2 separate regions of the Bombyx mori genome follow, and region 1 is linked to region 2. Evidence: chromatin contacts called from public Hi-C data. All regions are on one chromosome and are shown on one strand. The core of a region is the stretch at or near the end of the contact, and the rest is flanking DNA. Distances in the headings are between cores, read along the strand shown.

The links. Hi-C and Micro-C count contacts between places; a contact is called where the count stands out from the background.
Region 1: a contact with region 2 is called in a Hi-C map of midgut, with 2.3 times the contacts expected there. The contact joins the enhancer-like site here to the promoter of LOC101741162 in region 2. A contact is called at or near these places in 3 of 7 Hi-C or Micro-C datasets (middle silk gland, midgut and whole pupa).

What each region holds. Positions count from the first base shown.
Region 1 is chr13:8,813,185-8,816,333 of ASM3026992v2, forward strand. No RefSeq gene overlaps it. Among protein-coding and RNA genes, the nearest start is that of LOC134199979, 8.4 kb to the right of the region's middle. Within about 2 kb of position 1,852, at least 2 of the 8 cell types and tissues checked have open chromatin away from gene starts, as enhancers often do.
Region 2 is chr13:8,673,862-8,676,879 of ASM3026992v2, forward strand. LOC101741162 (ankyrin repeat, SAM and basic leucine zipper domain-containing protein 1) reads right to left here and starts at 1,565. Exons shown (of 8, transcript XM_004927804.5): 1 at 1,301-1,565; 2 at 1-82. The coding sequence starts at 1,375.

The DNA.
Region 1 (3,149 bases), core at 602-3,101, 140 kb after region 2:
CAGTACACTGAGAGAACTCCGTTGCCGATTCTCCAATGAATCTCTTAGTCGCTTTTTACGACACCAAAGATGATGGTCTTATGATGATATTTCAATTTTAAATATGTATTTGTAAGTAAAATACCGTTGAATCTCTTAGTCGCTTTTTACGACACCAAAGATGATGGTCTTATGATGATATTTCAATTTTAAATATGTATTTGTAAGTAAAACACCGTTTAAAAAATGTTAAACCTACCATAAGCTTAATTATACATTCAAATATTAATAAAAATGCTAATAACGAACATTAGATTTATTTGTTTACTTGGGTTGTGCTAAAAACGTTTGAAATAATATTTCAAGCTCCCAATAAAACGTAATTTAAGTGAATATTCACAAGAGAGTAAAGTGATGGCTTAACGTCACTTCAATTTGTGTTAGAAATAAGTGTGCGCGCCTCGAGTAACCCGGAGACAGGGGTAATGTATTCCCATACATACATAAGTGAAAACATTTTAAGAAGCTCTACGGACCCACTGCATCACCCCCGGGGTTAGGGCCTAAAAGCACTATCTCAGAACCAAAGCCTTACAACTCTTCTCGAATTCAACTTACTTTTCTCTGTATAGGTGCTCGGGTATTTTAAGCGAGAATTAATTCGTTTTGATACTTTGCGATCTTCGAATTCTTCAATAAAATTTCTTTATTTAATAACCATGCACTATACTGGTGGTAGGACCTCTTGTGAGTCCGCACGGGTAGGTACCACCGCCCCGCCTATTTCTGCCGTGAAGCAGTAATGCGTTTCGGTTTGAAGGGTGGGGCAGCCGTTGTGACTATACTGAGACCTAGAACTATATCTCAAGGTGTGTGGCGCATTTTACGTTGTAGATGTCTATGGGCTCCAGTAACCACTTAACAGCAAGTGGGCTGTGAGCTCGTCCACATATCTAAGTAATAAAATAAAAAACTATCTTGCATATTTCTGCCGAGAAGCAGTCAAGCATTCTAGTTTGAAATGTCGGATAGTCGTTATAGAATACTATTGAGGAGCGTTTGTTCATAGCGGGCTCCGTCAACGGTTTTACAGCAAATGAGCCGGGACTTCCTTCATTCCACGAACAAATAAAGAAAGTAAAAAAAGGTCTATTGCCCCCGAAGGAGATCTAACAACTCGAGAGCAGCTGCTTCGCGGATGAATCTACCACCGGATTGGAATCGCGACCCGCCGATAAGATCCGGTAAGAAACTCAGCGGGCTGTTGCATGGGTTAGGTTAGACGTCGAACTCTTTGTCGAGTTCGACTAGTACGGTTACCGGGGTCCCTAAGCCTACTGCTAGGATTAGAGCTGAAGGCGTCTAAGGCAAGGGTTACCTGGTATAACATACCTGGCGTACGGGATACCGTGATCAAAAACTTGTTATGAAATTTTGAGGTATCATTGGGCGGACACTAGATAATATAACGAACTATCTTTCCCTCAAACACTTGTGCAAGATGTTAAGAAACATAGCAGGTACTTCAAATAAATACTCATAGAGAGATATACAAATTTTAAATAAGCCAGTTAATCAAGTATTAAAACTGTTTAAGCGAAGTATGACACAGCGTAAGTACGTAACGAATTCAAGTTTAGTGCCACATAGGATTGAAACTCCTTAACCGAAGCTGCACCGGTCTCCAAGACCGGACCGCATTCTGGGTACTCAGCCAATTGACTAGAATGTGACTCTCTAAAAATACCATTTTTTACTAAAACAAAATATTCAACTCATTTCACAATAGCAACGGAGAGATCTATAGCACATAACAAGCGCCTAGCTACAAATTTTAATACCCATACATTCTTGATATTTATTTATTACCTCGCTATAGACTATTAAATTAATTGAAAAGTTTTAAGAGTGTAATTCCGTCTTCGCAGGCGTCAGGCGTCAGTTCGCGCCCGCGGCGGCGCGGCGTGGCGGAAGCGAATCTCGATGTTTTGTAATGGAGCTTTTTAAAATGGAAGTCGAACTTTTGTCAGACACTTTTAGCCGCGCCGGAGATACATTTAAGCTTTTTAACTTTTCCACTCCAGTAATGTATCCCGGCTTTCGTATATCTGTAGTCGAGGTGTCACATAAGTTTTTTTTTTATTTACTCCATTGAATTGAGTTGGTAAGTTTCTATTCCAGTTTAGTCTTATTCCATCCGACGTGATAAATACTTAGAAGTTGTTCATTTCATTGAAAAATTGTTACTATAACGTTTGACGGAAAGTAAACAGACCGATGTAAATTAATATTGCATTCGTAACTACTGCCTCATTTCCTAGAGACGCAACCGTAAATCCGCAATGAGATGAACCCATCGATAATTAAAATAAGGATCAAATAAGTCATATATTTCAACATTTCAAACTTCGGATGTACTTATGATTTTTATTATTAACTACACGTGCACCGTGGTTTCATTAGCGTTGAAATTACTATTCAAAAAGAGTGAAATATTTTAAAGGCTTGCCTTTAAAGGTGTCACTATTTAGTTCGTAAACCACTAGTCATATCACAAGCTATTCCGATCCGACAATAGATTCAGAAGCCGTGCTCCTGCGAGGGCTAGTATTAGCAAGCCTTCCGAAAGGTGAGCTCACCTATAAAACTGAGCGTAATTGGAATAGCCCCTTAGGCTACCAACTATTAAGTAGGAAAATAATATATGGCAACGGTAACCTTATCTATGTCGCTATTCGGCTCATAAACTTCTAGTCTAGTCTATGCGATGATAGATGTAAAATCTACACTATGTATACATATTTAGTACTTACGTAAATTCGAACGAGCGCCTTCGTTGTCAAAGTAGTGGTTATGCCAAATTTAAACTTCTTCGATCGGATAGTTTCAGATGTCTCGTGAAGGGTGTGCTTTTGTTTTATTATATAGATTTGAAGTTATGAATTTAGAGGAAAATTATTATGAAGACGTTAGGTATAGTTTTTATCAACAATGGCGGCAAATACGTCACAGGTCCCAGCCGTTGAAAATTAATAGCTCAATAATGATGCTACCTTTCTCCAGATATTAAATAATCTCTTTGAAAATCAATTGAAGGAGAACATCTCACAGCAACTGTGCACTTCCGAAAAAAGGATTGGTTGTTTGAGGAATAAATCAGGATTTTGAAA
Region 2 (3,018 bases), core at 315-2,814:
TTCCGTTTATGATAGCTTCCTGTAAAGCCACTTCTACCTTCTTCTTACTGCTAATTTGACTAGAATAGTCATAGTTTCTAACCTGTAAATATAATTTAAATACATAATTAACAATCACAGTGCCTATTGTAATTTGGAAATAACACATTCTTATGCATAATATATGGTGCTTTTCAATTTCAGTTGACGGGTTGATTGATAGTCATACCATGACATGACATGATAGTCATTGTTTGTCAATTCTCTAAATACAAAGAAAAAATAAAGTGAACTGGATATTTGTGTATTTTGTTGACACTTTAGCTAGTACATAAAAACAGAAAAAAGTGGTTTGGAGATGTTAGATTCAGTAATATACTAGCCCAAAACAGATGCAAATTTCTATTTGTAAACTATAAACCACTGCAAAAGTAAGTAACAGCATTGCCACAGCTGTTTCAGCTACAAATTAAGTCATTGATTTAGTGAGTAAAAGTGAGAAATAGGGTTGTACGGCTAAGACGATCATGCCAACACACAGTATTAAGGGAAAGGTGAACTCAATGCAGTAAAAGTGGAACTTACAATGATCTCACCATATCCGGGTTACAAATGTAATCATTGAAGAGGATAAAACATGCCTGTTTGTCATTGACCACTGCTGTTCATGGACATTAACGATGTGAAAGAACAATATGAAATAGAAGAAACTTAAAAATTGATAGCTGAGATATTGTATTCGAGGAAGGCTGTTTTTTTTTTTAAATTTAAATCTTGTGTCAATTGTAGTAAGTAATGTAATAAATGTGTAATTTTGACATAAGTAAAGATTTGTTGATAAACAATTGTATGATAAAAACAAAATGTGTCCATGAGCAATGGTAACCACTCACCATCAAGTAAGCCTTAAGCTCGTTTGCCTATAAGGGCGATTTAAAAAAAAGTTTACATATAAACCTTCATTTACCAAAAAACGTACAATGTAAATGAATTAAAAAAACGTGTATTCTTTCATTATATTTGAAAGAATAAATTTATATACATATGTAATCTCTCCACAATTAGTACAATTATACTACAAGTGTTTCTCAATTATTATTATTTAATTTGCTGTTTAGTTTAAAATAAGAAATGAAAAGTATGTAAGCAAATCGAGATCTAATTATTTTATACACTCTATGAACTTGTGCATGTTATTGGATCATCTTAGTAGATAAGGGAAGGTGCTCCATATGGATTATTATTACTGTTGGGATTTTTAAAAATACAATTATTTTATGAATAGTAAGAAATCAAAATGTAAGGCAATAATGTAAATTACCGGCTTCTCATAAAATCCGTAATCATCACTATCTGAATCCTCATCGGAAAATCCGGCTGGTCTGAATTGAGCCATTGTTTTTATTTGTTTTGGATAAGCTGAATTTGATGCAAAAATCTTACATATTACTTTAAAACACAATCAAAACAAATTTCATTTACAAATCAAACATACTATCAGACTATCATCTATGATTTAAATTGAGAAGATTTAGAGTATAGACAATAAACATAAATATGGAGGAAAGCTTTTGACATTTAAATACAGGATATTATCTATGCTTTTAGTAGTATTATTTCTATTTTGCCAACTGGAATGGCAAAAGTATCATACCATATACTTTAATTTTTTATAATTTTATTGAACAATATTAATAGGATGTGAAATGAAATTAAGTTGATTAATTTATTGTTTAATTAATATTGTTAATTTGAAACATCAATCAATTGGCGTGAAATTAAATGAAATTAATTAAAAAAATAATAAATAACAAATTAAATAAAAAAAATAGTTAAAAATGAATTGAGATGAGATGATATAGGATGAAATATAATCTCAGTAAAATGGTGGTTATTTACTAAGACTTTTTCAGCTGATTTTTTGGAGGATACCGAGAAGCTACGTCTAGCGGCTTTGTTTCATTTTCCCACATTTGTGCACTTTCACAGATACAAAATATAATAAGCCACTGTTATTACACTTTTAAACCTGAAGAAACATTAAATAGGTAGATAAAATAAAACAATTCAGACAGCTTTGCTCCTCGCGTTCCCGTTAATAATCTTCTATATGCTTTTAGCATTGACTTCTTTGAGAGAAAAAAAAAATCGGTTGCTGTAAAGTCGGTTTACTGACGCTAGGTGAACGTGACAACGTCATAAAAGAAAATACTGATGGAATGGTTTCATTTTTCAATTATCGCAATTATCGTTGCTCTAAACAATTGACACCACATTCACTTTTCATTGAATTTCATACATAACGAAAACATGTATTATTATTAAAATGTATTATTGTATAGCAGCTGTCCACGCGGATGCATCGCTCACAATGAAGTAGGAAACCTATGGAAATGAAACGTCAACCAAAATTTCGTGCCACTGTGACGTCATCTGGCCACAAAACATGGCGGCTTTAGTGCTGTACAAAAGATTTCAATGTTATCAGGTTTTATCGATAAACGTTCTTGGCTCATTTTATTTTAAATATTGTTGAGTATTATTTATTTGTAGAATTTATACTTTAATGGGAAGTAAGTAGGTATATTGTTATGTGCAAATATGATATGATTTAGATGGGTGAAATCTAAGACAAGTTCGTCCTTCGAATTTGCCAAGTAAACGATATGATGATTTTTAAAAGTTGCTACACTGATTTTATAAAGTTGTCGTTTGTCGCAAAACATAAAGATATGGCGTAGTTCAAAGCCATCAGCCCATTTCTAGCATGCTAAATGTTATCGTATTTTGAGTACGTGTTTTTCTTAGACTATTACAATCTATTTTAATTGTTTTGCTGACTCTAAAGTCCGTAACATACTACCGCAGCGCACCCCAAGGAAGGTGCGCCGCACCATTTGAATCACTTTCGCTTGAGAGTGATTCAAATTTTAAACTTATCAAGGGACCGCGTGAAAAAAAAAACACCTACAGAACATTTATTCATTAATTACAAACGTCATTCCTTGTGACTTCCTCTCTAAAATCACTTAATTATTA